Linked DNA regions of Rattus norvegicus: region 2 is linked to region 1. Evidence: chromatin contacts called from public Hi-C data. All regions are on one chromosome and are shown on one strand. Each heading gives the region's core, a stretch centred on a gene start, on an enhancer-like site or on the middle of the called end of the contact. The rest is flanking DNA. Distances are from core to core; before and after follow the strand shown. Region 1 overlaps Lhpp (phospholysine phosphohistidine inorganic pyrophosphate phosphatase). Region 2 overlaps LOC102552031 (a long non-coding RNA gene).

Region 1 (6,515 bases), core at 3,738-6,237:
CTTAAACCCATCCCAGTAGCTCGTGGGATTTCTGATAGCATCTGCTGTCCACCTTAAACCCATCCCAGTAGCTCGTGGGATTTCTGATAGCATCTGCTGTCCACCTTAAACCCGCCTGCACGCTGAGGCACATGGCAAGCCCAGTGCTCCGTTTGGAAATGAGTTGGGAGCCCACGCCCTTTCTCTTTCCAGTGACGGGTGAAGGGCATCCCTCTACATCATTGAGCCTGTCACCATGGTGCCTTTTCCTGTGTGGCCACACCATTGCTGGCCTTTGATGATCACTGGCAGATGATACAGTTGTCCTCGGTGCTATTGTGTGCTTGTTTGGTCTCTCTGTAGCTCAGGGGGCCCTGGAACGCATTCCGTAGTCCTGACTGATCTTGAACTCACGGCAATTCTTCCGCCTCAGCCTTCCAAGCACTGGGATGATGGGTATGAGCTACCATCCCTGTCACTAACCCTGCAGACAGGTCACCATGGTCATTCTTGTTAACATGGCCTTGCACTTTTTTGTGATCTCTGCATTGGAGTAAATTCTTCATAGGAAGTCACTGACTGCGCAGAATTCTAAGACTTGAATGTTTCTGCAGAGTTCTCCCTCCCGTCACTGTTACCCTGTCTGTATGACGGATATCTTATTTCTTCTTATTCATGACAACAAAAAGTGCCAAGACACAGCGCTGTCTTTTTAGAGCAGGCCTTTACTGAGGGGAAATGGAGTCATCGTTGATGGCTGACAAGACTCTCCCCCAACCCCCAATGATAAATCGCATGTTCACTTGGACTTTCTTGTGTTTTTTGTTTTTGTTTTTTGGTGTTTTTTTGTTTTTTGGGTTTTTTTTTTTGTTTTGTTTTTTGTTTTTTGGGTTTTTTGTTTTGTTTGTTTGTTTGTTTTTGATGAAGGCTTTCCCCTAATGAGAAATCAGCATTTCATCAAAAATGGGATGCAGATTCTGTGGCTTATTTATCCCCTGAAGATGCCTCTTTTTTGTTCTCTAAGCCAATCAGATACTAATGACCGAAGATGCTGGCAAATTAATTTCAGGCATGTGAGACGGGTCGTCCTGCACATAAGGCTCCTGGCCAAGAAACTACATTGTAGTCAAAATGGTGAGGCTGTGTAGGCTCAGCACAGACCAGGGCTCAATTCCACACATAGACACTTTCTGTCAGGAAACCAGACACCCTCAGCAAGTGCCTGGTAGAGTATGGCCAGTGTGATCTTCTTGTCTCTTGTCATAGGAAAAGCTACACTACTTCCTATGAAGGCATAGCCTTAATATGGCCAATTCAGAAGCAGAACCTTCCAGAAGGCTCGTAGGAAATGACTGGGTAGCAGTTATGAAGGCAGAATCAGCAGGCAGGTGACTTTTGCCATGTTGCTGCGCACGCGCGCACGCGCACACACACACACACACACACACACACACACACACACACACGCGCGCGGCCCTCACCTGCCCCGCACCTTACAGAATGGGCCGAATGTCATTTCCATCATTGTGTGAGCCTTTAATGTTTTCATTTTCCTTCCTGGGCCCGGATGTTGAGCATGAGGGTGTCAGAGATCTTGCTAAGGAAAGGTGGATCGGCCAGAGTAGGGACTTCACAGCAATAGACAAGCCACGTCATCTGCCAAGCAGCTCCCTGCCTGGCATTCTTTGGGAGGATGTTTGGCGAGAACATTAAGTCCTTCAGTTCTTTTTCTACTTTCTTGCTTGGACTTGCAGGCCCTTAATGCAGGAAACAAAAGAAATTATAAATAAATCTTGGCCACCTTCCTGGCCTGGACAACTCCATGGCTGGGCCTGTCCCTTCCTCTTATCAGATCTAGCTGTGTTCTCCACAGTGATTCTGAGCACAAGCACTGGGCCTCACCACGGAAAGGCAGCTAGCCATGGTTTCAGAGAGATGAGAGGGACTTGAAAAACAAGGGGGCCGTGGAGAGCACTTCAACAGGGTAGCTTCCTCCCAGCAGGACGGAGCCATTGGAAGTGGAGCCTGGACTCTGGAATGCTCACCAGCTCTCCTAGACTTCGAAAATATTGGGCCTCTGTTGCCCTCTGGCCCTCGGGAAACACGAACCTGGCACTGAAGATGGCTGAGCGGGATCTGGATGCACCTGCTAGGATGTGTGCTAGTTGACTCTGGCTGCACTGTGTCCTCCACTCCCCTAGCTGTGGGTTCCAGGCTTCCAGCCAGGGACCTGGCTAGCTTCCCTAGGGCCCACACCCTTCCTTCCAGATCACAACCCAAGCTGTATTGATAGAATGGCCACCCACCAAGGCAACAGTGAGGGGGTAGGGAGGAGACCTAGTAGAAGAGCCCTAGGCTGGAATATTTCACACAGGGCCATGAATAGATCCTGGAAGATGCTCTCGGCAGCCTGGAAGACTGATTCTTAGAGCACTAGCAATCGTTGTCCCCTGCACTGCCCTCAAACGCACCTGTGTGGGATGTGTAATGCCAGCTCTGGGTTGCATAGACAGTGGGTATCATGTGCCCGATGCATCCATGAGAACCCAGCACATAAACATGAGAGGTTGCCAAACCCTTAGGCCAACATGAAGCTCATCGTCGCTTGCCTGCATCCAGTCACAATGAACCCATGTATATGCGTTAAATGAGACCCTTTGTGCTGAGCACCATGTCAACCTAGTTAAGGCTGACAACAAGAAACCGGGGGAATGGGCCTCGGTGAAACGGAGCCAAAGGAGAAATCTTGTAAAGCGGTTGTTTGCAATTGAGCCGTGGTTAAGGACTGTGGCAGAGACGCTCAGGCTAAGATGTCAGCAAAGAGAACTTCAAATGCAAGAAAGGAGCAAACAAAACACATGACTCAAAAAACAAAACAAAGCAAAAAACACACATAGGGGCTGGAGAGATGGCTCAGTGGTTAGGAGCACTGACTGTTCTTCCAGAGGTCCTGAGTTCAAATCCCAGAATCCACATGGTGGCTCACAACCATCTATAATGGGATCCGATGGCCTCCTCTCGTGACAGCAACAGTGTACTCATATGCATAAAATAAATAAATATAAATCTTGAAAAGAAGACCAACTATGTAAACAAAGACACCACGTGGAGAGCCCTGGCGATGATGGAGGTCAGCATGTTGACTTTGCCAGCAACATGCTGCTGTTAGCGGGGATTGAGTAACAGATTTCTTACAACTCCGGGTGAATTGACACATATCTTGGGAAGTTTACTGATAGTATATCAAGAAAGAAAGGAACCTTTGCTTGTAGCGTACTAAAGAGAAGGCTTCAGTAACCCAAGGTAGATGCTAACGATAGGCCTTGAACACATGCTAAGTTGGGGAGGGAGTCTCAGAGGTGCAGAGGTAGGGGCTTGGAGTCAGCTGTCTGTCTGGACATGGATGTTGGCGTCCTTCATACGGACATTTATGGAGTATCTGCTGGGAGTGAATGCTGGACACCAGCCCTGCTTCCCCAGTGGGAGGTGGATTAGTACAGGTGATTCTGGACTGGGAGCTATGCCCAGCACTGTGGAATCATGGAGAGTTTTTTTTCCTGTTTCCAGAGTTTGGTAGAGCTACATTATTGTTTATTAAGGAAAAGGTTGGGTATTGGGAAAGGAAGCCACCTGGCCATTCTCAGAGGACCGCTCGGGTGCACAGTGGCCTGGGAAGCCATTTGGCAGGTGCTCTGGGCTGGAAGGCCTGACCTGCCTGCCAGGCTGTGGGAGAACTCGTGACTGGTGCACTGCTGGGCTCTGCCCTGACTCCCCTGACACACCCTGTTCCAGCCTGTCCTCCCATCAGGCACCAGACCAGAGAACACTTGAGCCAGGCCACAGCTGTCATAGGAGACAGTGCTGGTCCCACACAGTGCCGTCACCCTGCAGTCTGACTTGTGCCCTCCTCCACACGTCTCTAGTACCCTGCACTGCTCTCCATGAGCATCAGGTGAGACCAACCTGAGGCTGTGAAGAGACTTTGTCCGTGCAGCCCTTGCTCTCCACAGCCTGTAGCCTGCTGAGAAACTGTGTAGGTGGGGAGTTTCCAGGTTTGCAGTACCTTTTGGCTACACTGGAGGGTTTTGTTTGCCTGCCTGCTTGTTCTGTATCTGCCTGCAGAAGTGAGAGCCATCCTCCCTTGTGGGAGTCTATAAAAGAATGAAGAACCTTGGGTCAGTGAGATGGCTTATTCAGTAAAGGAGATTGCTGCCAAGCCTGACAACCTGAGTTATAGATCCCAGGACCTACATGGTAGAAAGAGAGAACCATTTTCTTTTTTAAAAGCTGTCCTCTGACCTCCACACAGACCCTTGGCATGGGCTCTATGACATATGTACTGCCCAATAAATTAAAAAAAAAACCTTAGGTATTTATTAAATTAAAATGTAATTGCATCATTTTCTCCTCTTTTCTTCCTCTACCCGCTGTTGTGTCCACCCCACCCTTTATACTCTCTCAAATTCATGACCTCTTTTTCTTAAAAAAGAAAGAAGAAAATGTTTTAACAAAAAGTACAGGCACCCTGGGACTCTATGTGCAAGCTGTAATCTCCCCAAATATAACCGCCAGCATGTCTCTCTCTGCTGCAGGTTTCATTTAGGGTTATGGCTTGGTTCGGGGTACTAGTTTAAATCTGTACCTAGATATGCAGCCCATCACTCTGAACGTGTGAGCTTTGGGGACTGAGGATACAGCATTGCCAGGTTTGCTGATGGGAATCTGTATGGAGGAGGCTGTGTGGGCTGCATGGCAACCTCAGCAGTAACAAGGAAGCAAGAAGGGAGGGAGCCGGCGAGAGGTCGGTGGGCACACCCAGGCTGAAGCATCCCCTTCATTGTCTCAGTAGGCCACCGAGACCTTGCCCGAAGGTCAGGAGACAGCTAAGGAGGAAGGCAAACAGCCAGTCCTGCTGACTCCTGGCTGCATGGGCTGGTTCCAAGAGTGAAGGAGAGAAACCCTTCTGCCTTCAGAAGCCAAGGCAACAAAGCTGAGGGCGACCTCTGCTGTCCTCAGAGGGCCCGGTTACCAGGCTCCGAGGCCCATCCTGTCCCTGGGTGGCCTGGAGCTCCAGCCTTGGCAGCTGTGCAGTGTTTGTTGTGGGTAGTTACCATGCCACCCTCTGGTATCTCAGTGAAAGAGGCCCAAGGACAGGTGTGGCTGAGCACAGAGATTCCCAGTCTGCCCTGGCCCCAGACGCACCTTCTCCTCTTACCCCAAGGGGACAGATCCTCGAGATGACTACCATGTTGAATACTCTCTAGTTCTTGGCACCTTCTCTATGCCAGCAGTCTGGTTAGAGTGGCCGGGTCCCAGAAGCAACTTACACTCAGTAGGGCTTACACTCAGTAGGGCTTACACTCAGTAGGGCTTATCCGTGCCTCCCGGGGGACAAGCCACTTTCTTGTCTCCCAGAGGCCATTAAGCTGGAGACCAGGGAGGTCATTCCTGCTCTGCTTGCCCTCCCTGGTGATCTAAACAGTGTGGATGACTGTTGTGGGTCTGAGGGTACTGGAAGCAGCTTGGTGGTACTGTCCTTCCTCCTGGTTCCTCAGAGTCATGGTTCATTCCCACCTTGGAACATCCACCATGGAAACGTTTATACCATGAAAACCAGCCAGTGTGTCAAAGCAGGGGTCCCATCCTCAGGAACAATATACAGCTGCTTAGTCCTGTCTTCTGTGCAGGGTTGATAGGATGCCCTCAGAGCTCAATTGTGTGAGGTGGGCAGTTGCTCCTCACTTGTATGAAGGAGGCAGTCTGGTGAGCAGCTATGAAGAGGTCTGCCAGTCTAAGTTCATCGTCACCATACTGACCCTTTCCACTGTCTTTCCCCATACTGGTCAGGAGCAGGGTCCTGCTTCTCACGTCAGGGCTCCATTCTTCACTGTAGGCACAGGCCTAGAGAAGGGTACCCCAGTAGGCACAGGCCTAGAGAAGGGTACCCTAATAGGCACAGGCCTAGAGAAGCGTGCCCCAGTAGGCACAGGCCTAGAGAAGTGTGCCCCAGTAGGCACAGGCCTAGAGAAGGGTACCCTAATAGGCACAGGCCTAGAGAAGGGTACCCTAATAGGCACAGGCCTAGAGAAGTGTGCCCCAGTAGGCACAGGCCTAGAGAAGGGTACCCCAGTAGGCACAGGGCTAGAGAAGGGTACCCCAGTAGGCACAGGCCTAGAGAAGGGTACCCTAATAGGCACAGGCCTAGAGAAGTGTGCCCCAGTAGGCACAGGCCTAGAGAAGTGTGCCCCAGTAGGCATCCAGAGCCTGCATCCATCCGGCTCCCCTTCAGATGGCGCCAGCCAGGTGTCGGAAACCCCAGCCCCAAGCAAAGCTCTCTGTCATTGTCCTTGTGACCCAGGCTCCTGCCAAGAGCAGCGGCACATTCTGGTGATCCCAGCTCTGAAGATGTAGAACTGAGAAGTTCCCTGGGATTTGCCAGCAAGTCTTGCCAATTGGTGAGTTCCAGGTTCAGTGAGAGACTCTGTCTCAGAACGTGAGGTGGAGGAGCAATTGACTGATCACCAGCGTCTGGAACA
Region 2 (7,093 bases), core at 1,439-3,938, 130 kb after region 1:
GACGTAATCAGGCAACTTGATTTTTTTTTTTTTTTTTTTTTTTTTTTTGGAAACCTCTATGTTAAGTAACTCACAGTCATGCATGAGGGCAACTGCCCTGCCTGCCATCTAGAAATTCAGCACACAGGGATCTAACACCAGCTCTACACACACACACACACACACACACCACACACACACACACACACACACACACACACACACACCTCTCTCTCTCTCTCTCTCTCTCTCTCTCTCTCTCTCTCTCTCTCAAGAAAAGTGGGAGACCTGGGCAGGGAGGCCTTGCTGAAGCCCACTCCCGCACAGCATACCCACACACTGGGACTAGCCTGTACTTAACCATCTGTCTGGGGATAAGGAGTCTTGGCCAGCCCTGGCAGGGGCAGACCAGTTGCCCTGTGCTGGAAGATGTGTAACTGTGTTCTCTGATTACTTCAGACATGTAAACAAAATATGATACTTGCATGAACCTGGGATGGCAAGCACCACAGCATAATTCACTTTGAGACATCTGAATTACAAATGCAAAAAATAAAAAAGCCAGATTTAAAAAAAAAAAAAAGCTCACATGCCTTTGGAAACCCTTTTAACAATCTCTTGAGTGGAAAACATGGGATCTGAATAAACGGGGAGGCTGGAGCTGCCAAATTTACTTCCTGTTTCCCCCAGAAGGTCACTGGGAATAATTACATTTTCTTGTGAATCTGTCTTTTGTAAAGTTCAAGCAAAACATCTCTGTCTCCCCAGCTAAGGCCCTGCCTTTGGGCCTGCAGAAGATAGAACTCAAGTGTTCAATTAAAGAAAAAAAAGGAGGTGGGGGGAGAGGGATGGGCACAGGAAAGGGAGAAGCGTAGAGAAGGGCAGTTAAAATTTGTAAGTTTTGCTGTTGTGCTAACAAGACTAAACAAAATTTATGCTTTGAGATAAAACAGAGCCTAGTGCCTCTAGCTTGTGACACTCAAGACTGATAGCAGGGTGGAGAGAAAGCGGGCTTCTCAGCCAGCCAGACTCAGCAGCTGCTGTGGGCTTCTTTGCCTTCCAGCTGTGTGGCCTTGGACCAGGTATCTGGTTTCTCAGAGCCTCAGTTTCCTCTGTGGAAGCGTGGGCTGGCTGTGCTGGAGGAGGCTGGGCTCAGGAGTGCCTTCCACACCCCATGGGCCCTGTGGTCTGGCTGAGTGAGAGTCTCACATCAGCCTGCATCTATTGCGCTACAGCCTTGGGGACAGCATTATACCAGCACCGAAGAGAATCTGCTTCTTTGTATAGTGCAAGGAGGGAAGTTGCAAGAGGAAGAGTCAAATGTCGGCCTGCCACCCATCCTGGGGTCAAACGGGCTGTTTACCAACACGATTTGCTGTCACTCACCTACGAGGGATACAGTGGAAAAAGCCTCCCCTAGAGACTCATGAATGCCTCTGAGATTTGCTTTTAATTCCATGATGTCCTAGCAAGATCTGGCCACGCTGCTCCCATCCCCCAAGCAAAAGGCAGCTTCCCCTCCAGCCCCCACAGCAGGAGAGAGAGACCGGTTAAAAGAGTGGGGGTGCCTGTCACACTTCTCTGTAACCCCTGACGTGATGTGAAAGTCTACAAGGTAGACCCTTTGAAATGCAAAATCTTCCCAAGTCCTTCAAATGTGTTTTTATTTTCTCGGGTTCCTAAGGCAGCTTGCAGACCCACCCATCAGCACTTTCCCTCTCAATCAATTGGCGTTTAACAACGATGGGGGAGGTGGGGGGAGGACGACCAAGGACATCTCTATTTTTTTTTTTTTTTTTTTTTTTTGCTTTTTCAGAAAAGCTCAAGTGTTTCCATTCACTTAGGGGTAGGGGAACAACTTTGTCCTTGGCTCCAGCTTCCCAGCACCCCCTCCAAAACACCCTGAAGCCAAATCTCTCCCATTTTATTTGCAAAGCATTAATTTCTGCTCAGAACCTCAGAACATTTTCATAGACAAGAATACAGATTCCCTCTGACCCAGGTTCCTTAAGATTAAGACAGACATCATCAAAACCATAACCCCAAATGTACAAAGGCCAAACCCTCATGCAAAACCACGTGCACTAGAGGTCTGTATTAAGTCAACCCAGTTACCTTCAAAACAATGTTGTTTGGCAAGGAAAATTACTTCACCATATGAAGAACCCTAGGGAATGGAAACTGCTTTTGAATATAGACTTTTCAGTGGCATGGTCATTAATCATGTTAATGTAAACTGTACTAAAACAAAAATTTTCTAAGCAAGTCTCAGGGCACATCAGCATATCTAAGCCTCTGGGTTTGTTTCCAAAGTTCACAATCCCAGTAAGCAATGAAGCTACTGTTAATGGGGTCAGCTATTACTAAGCAGCCTCCAACCCTGGAGAATAATAAAGGTGATTGGAGTGTATAGAAAAAAAATCTTCATAAAGTCAGACAGGAAACAAACAGAAATTAATGAGAGGAGACTATGCGGCACCGATGCGTTTTGGGAAAGGGTGTTCATTGAACAAGTATGAACACCAGCTTCCAAGGGACGATGTTTAAGAAGGAGAGCACTCAGCATTTCTGGCAGTACCCAAGTCCCGGGGCTGTTCTCTGTTTCACAGCGTGAAGGGCAGTGCAGCAGCTGGACGAAGAGAGAAGAGGAGGAACGGAGCCCAGCAGAGCTGAGCAGAGCTGAGCCCAGCCAGATCCAGCCATGTGCTTCGTGTTGGCAACAAACCGGCTCTTTGGAGAGAGGAGGAGTCTGACAAAAAGGACAGCTGCAGCACAGCACAAGCAGAGAGGCAATATGCTTGAGAAAGCCCTGAGATTGGGGTTATCCCCATAAGTTAAAACAAAAAACAAACCACCTTTGGGGTTTGCAGAACTACTTAGTCTATTAACACCCCCTCCCCTCATTGCGGGATCAATTAAACAGTCTGTCCACATCTGGTTTCCATCTAAAACCAAAACTTGTACTATCAGCATATTATATAACAAATTATGCCTGCAGGTTTCTTTTATTACACATCAGAGAGGTGTGCACAGTGGTAGTGGTTGTGCTGACCTGAGTGTTTATTTCAGTGCCCCCCCCCCTTTTCTGGGCACAAACAAGTTTTCCAGACTGTGCATGATTTAACCCTAGAAAGTCTCATGCCTGAATGACACATCAGCTGGGACAGAGGACACAGCCCTCAACCCTCAGTGCCAGCTGAAGAGGAGTGGCTGAGAAGGGTGTGCATTTTAAAGAGTTCTGCAGGTACCAGATTGCTCCACAGTGTCCCCTGCTGACAGTATTTAAACATAGCTCCCTTGTGACGGGGGAGGAGAGCTGGCTTTTGCTGAGCTCCCACCATGGGTCAAACACCAGCTCAAGGAACTCTCTTAAAACAAACCAGTTTCTACAGAACTACAGGATGGGGATGCTAGAGGGTACCAACTAATAAGAGCAAAGGAGAGATTAGGAGTGAGGGACAGAGGAAGAGAGGGAGGGGGAGAGCGGACAGTTGGGGAAGAGAGAGAAGGAAATAGGAGGGAGAGAGGGAGAGAGAGGGAAGGAGAGAGAGGGAGGACGAGAGAGGGAGAGCACAAAGGAGCACCCAGTAAGGGCTTCCTGTAAATTGTCAGTTAAGTGTCTCCTCTATGGGCCCTCAAGTATCTATCTTAAACTTTTTCCATAACATATACCTACTACACTGAAAATAAAGGGGAGATGGGGATTTGAATCTTTATCAATCAAGATAGTGAACTTATCCTGCCTTGAACAACCTTAAGTCCTGTCTGCAGCAACACAGACAGCTTTTCCAGAATGCTTGCTTTGATGTTAAAATCAATGCACATCACACTCTTCTAAGGGGGGTAGGGGGCAGCAAGTCCTTGAGCAGAGCTATTTTGAACGGGTCTCAAGAGCATCATGTTCCCTATGTGGACATTTGGGAGAAAACCATAGGCATTCCCCAAGCCTCTTCTTGACTAGCACAGCATCCAGAAACTGGCTGGCACACCCCTGGGTCTACAACTACAGTCACTAACCTTGTGACTCAAACCTTCTTTCTCTAAAGGGGGCCTATCACCTGGAACAAGTTTTCTGCTAATCTAGCCCACAGCCAAGGGGGGAGGGGGAATCTACAGACCTTCAACTCACCGTCAGAACTGTGACTACGATAAGTCCCTGCTAAGTGGACAAATTAAAATGAAACCAAAACTTGGCCCAGTCAGGATCCTGAGTTTCACGGGTGGGCAAACTCCATTCTTTCCCGGGGCCCCAAGTGAAGTCACATCATTCTAAATGAGAGTCTAGGATTCAGCAAGGAGGGATTCCCACTTTCAGGCAGGCGTGGAGACTGCTGGGAATACATATGCTAGCATGTCATTTGGAGGCCTGCTAATATGTTGAAGGAGCACAAGACATTTGCCTGGCTTCCTGGGCCAATAAACAATGTCATTCCAACTCTTGAAGCAGTCAACAGAAAACAGTCCCTTTTCTTCACCGTCCAATAATTCAACAAACATTTGTTCCTGTTGAACCACCACCAGCCTAGCTCCATCTGCACCAACTCCTGCGAGACAAGTACCGAGGCAGCAGAGGCGGCACAAATGGGGCCAGGACCTGAATGCAACTCAGGACGGGGACCACTTTCCCAACACCAGAGTCCTGATTCTACCGTATGGAAAACTCAGGAGTGTGGCCTATAGGAGGCAGAATCCCATTCACCAAATGCTGCAAAGAGCTTTTCTTTGTTCGCCATGGTACTAAGTACAGTACGTGTTAATGAACCCGGCGGTCAGAAGGAGCAAGCTTGGCATCAGGGGGCGTCCGAAGGGAGGGTCCAGAGCAAGCCTGCCCACGCAATTCCAGGCTCTTGTCCCACACTCCCCAAGCACTGTTCCCTCAGTCTGGGGGTGAAAGAGGAGCTTGTGTATGTGTCGGGGGTGGAGGGGAGTACGGGGGGTATCGAGAAAACATTTGAGCCAACTCGAATCACCCTCTTCGGATTCTTGGGTTTTCAAGTCTCTTTCGTCCCGGTTCCACCAAGAGAAACCCCTAACAGGGAACCTGACTCCCACTGGCTCTCTAATCAAGGATTGGCAGAAAGAAAAAAAATGTGCCTAGGCTAGTATCCTGTGACGGACGGCCCTCTTCGCCATGTGCATAAACCACGCCGGCACAGGCGACCCCCCACTCCTCAAGCCCTGGCCGCGACCACACCGCCTGCTTCCCCTCCCTAGGCAGAGCGCCCTCTCACCCCCATCGACACCGCGCGGGTCAGTCAGCAGCCTTGGAGTCGTCCCTGCGCGCCCGCATCCCAGGGGTGGCGGGTGTAAACTTCCGTGAACAAAAGAGTTGTCTGCAAACGATGCGGAACTTCGGGGCTCAGAGCCTTCGCTGCTGCCACAGCCAGGGCTCGAGTTGAGCCTCAAAGGAGGAGGCTGCCCCGGACGTAGCCGTCTCCACGGCCGTTCGCCGGGCCCGCCGAGCGCAGACTTTTCTGCAGCGCTAGGTTTGCTCTTCCCCCGCCAGCGTGCTGACAAGTCTCACGCCTGCACCGGGGCGAGCAAGAGTCGGCGCCGGCAGAAACCACCCGATCCGCCGCCTAACAAGGAGACAGGGAGAAAGAAAGCCAGCAGCATTAAGGAAAGAGCGAACGCAGCGCACGCGAGCCCAGCTTTCCCCGCCAGCGCCGGGGAGTTCGCACGGATCCCGCTCCGGACCAGCCCCCTGGCGCGGTCGCCCGGCCGGGTCGCTTACTGTGCGCGCCGGACGCGGGCCGTCACTGCTAGCGCTCGCCAAGTCGTCCAGGCTGCCCGCCCGCGTCCGCCGTGCGCACGCTCTCCTGCCGGCGCCGAGCGCTTTGTACCGAGCGACTCCCGGGGAGGAGGAAATAGACTTGTCACTTCCTGAACTGTTTGCAACTCGTCCCTTTAACCGACCTCGGTCAGGCCGCCTGTGCCCGCCGCTGCCGGGCCGCCCGACCGCGGCTGCGTGAACTCGGTGGCGTTGTGCGGGCGGCGTCGCGGCCGGGGCACCCGGCGTGCCGCTACGAGGTGCAGTGCGCGCAGCCGCCGGTGGGCGGGGAGTGGGGGGGGGTCACGGCGCGCCTCCGTCAGGGCTGCCGGGTGTCCAGTGAACCCGCAGGGCGAACCCCTCATGCCGAGAGGCCCAGGGAAGTAGCACCGCACAAGTCAGAATTGAAACTCAGGCCTCGTGGGCTTCGGATAGCCAGCTTCCGGGTTTGGCTTCGCAGTTTAAAACAATCTGCGGCGAACAAGACCGCAAAGAGGGGGCGGACCATGGAGCGGCCACACTTTAGGATAATAAAGCACTGTTTCTGCTCTGGGTGCGATCGAAATTGAGGAATTTGTACTTCAGATGCCACATCCAAAATACATGCAACTGGGGAAGGAAGGATTTGCGGTTGCTAAGCAGAGGCAGGGCATGTTTAGTTCTGTAACTTAGGATGTTGACTTAAGTGCAGGAATGTAACCCTGATAGAATAAGGAGAGTATTTTCATTGTGCAGCTCACCTGGGGGAGGGGACAAGGTTCCTTATGAAATGAAGTCCTAGATTTCTCATCACTCCTTTCCTGCTGATGTGTGTGTTATTAGCCTTTTCCAAAGAGATTTTTTTTTTAAGAGTTCTGGGCTATTTTTTTTTTTTTTGTCCCTATGCCTGTTTTGCGTTCCCCTTTGCCAAAAAAACAAAACACCTCATTACTTTACATGGATTGTGTCTGCACCATTTGAATGGTTCTATTCATAAATCAGGAAACTTTTTCTGTTGCTTCGAGGAACACTTAATTGGTTTTAATCCAATGTTGCAATCCTAGTATCAAACATAAATGAACAATTAACTTTTTGAGTTTGTGTGCACTTGGGAAACTATTTGATTCCATGGATATTGCTGAAATATTTCAGTTTGTCACCACACTGGACCTATTCTTTTCAGAAAAGCATGACCTAACGTATTTCACACTAACTACAGCTCCTTACAGAGGTTCTGCCATAAGATTAAGATGCTCATCAGAAGAAAGGATGTCAGCTCACCTCAGAGAGATGATGTGAACATAATCAAATCACTCTAAGGCCAAGTGTGCTAATACACAGAATATAAAAGATGCTGATATCCAT

What was found. A called contact is a pair of places that touch in the nucleus more often than the background predicts.
Region 2: a contact with region 1 is called in a Hi-C map of psoas muscle, with 4 times the contacts expected there. The contact joins two enhancer-like sites. A contact is called at or near these places in 2 of 12 Hi-C or Micro-C datasets (hepatocytes and psoas muscle) and 1 of 1 datasets of contacts at active chromatin or transcription factors (oligodendrocytes).

What each region holds. Positions count from the first base shown.
Region 1 is chr1:196,890,399-196,896,913 of GRCr8, forward strand. All of the region lies in intron 6 of Lhpp (phospholysine phosphohistidine inorganic pyrophosphate phosphatase), which reads left to right. Among named protein-coding and RNA genes, the nearest start is that of Lhpp, 60 kb to the left of the region's middle. Within about 2 kb of position 4,988, at least 44 of the 93 cell types and tissues checked have an H3K27ac peak or open chromatin away from gene starts, as enhancers often do.
Region 2 is chr1:197,026,518-197,033,610 of GRCr8, forward strand. It overlaps LOC102552031 (a long non-coding RNA gene), which reads left to right. Exons shown (of 2, transcript XR_350782.5): 2 at 2,589-2,965. It also overlaps a transcript of Eef1akmt2 not described here. Among named protein-coding and RNA genes, the nearest start is that of Fam53b, 8.8 kb to the left of the region's middle. Within about 2 kb of position 2,689, at least 59 of the 93 cell types and tissues checked have an H3K27ac peak or open chromatin away from gene starts, as enhancers often do.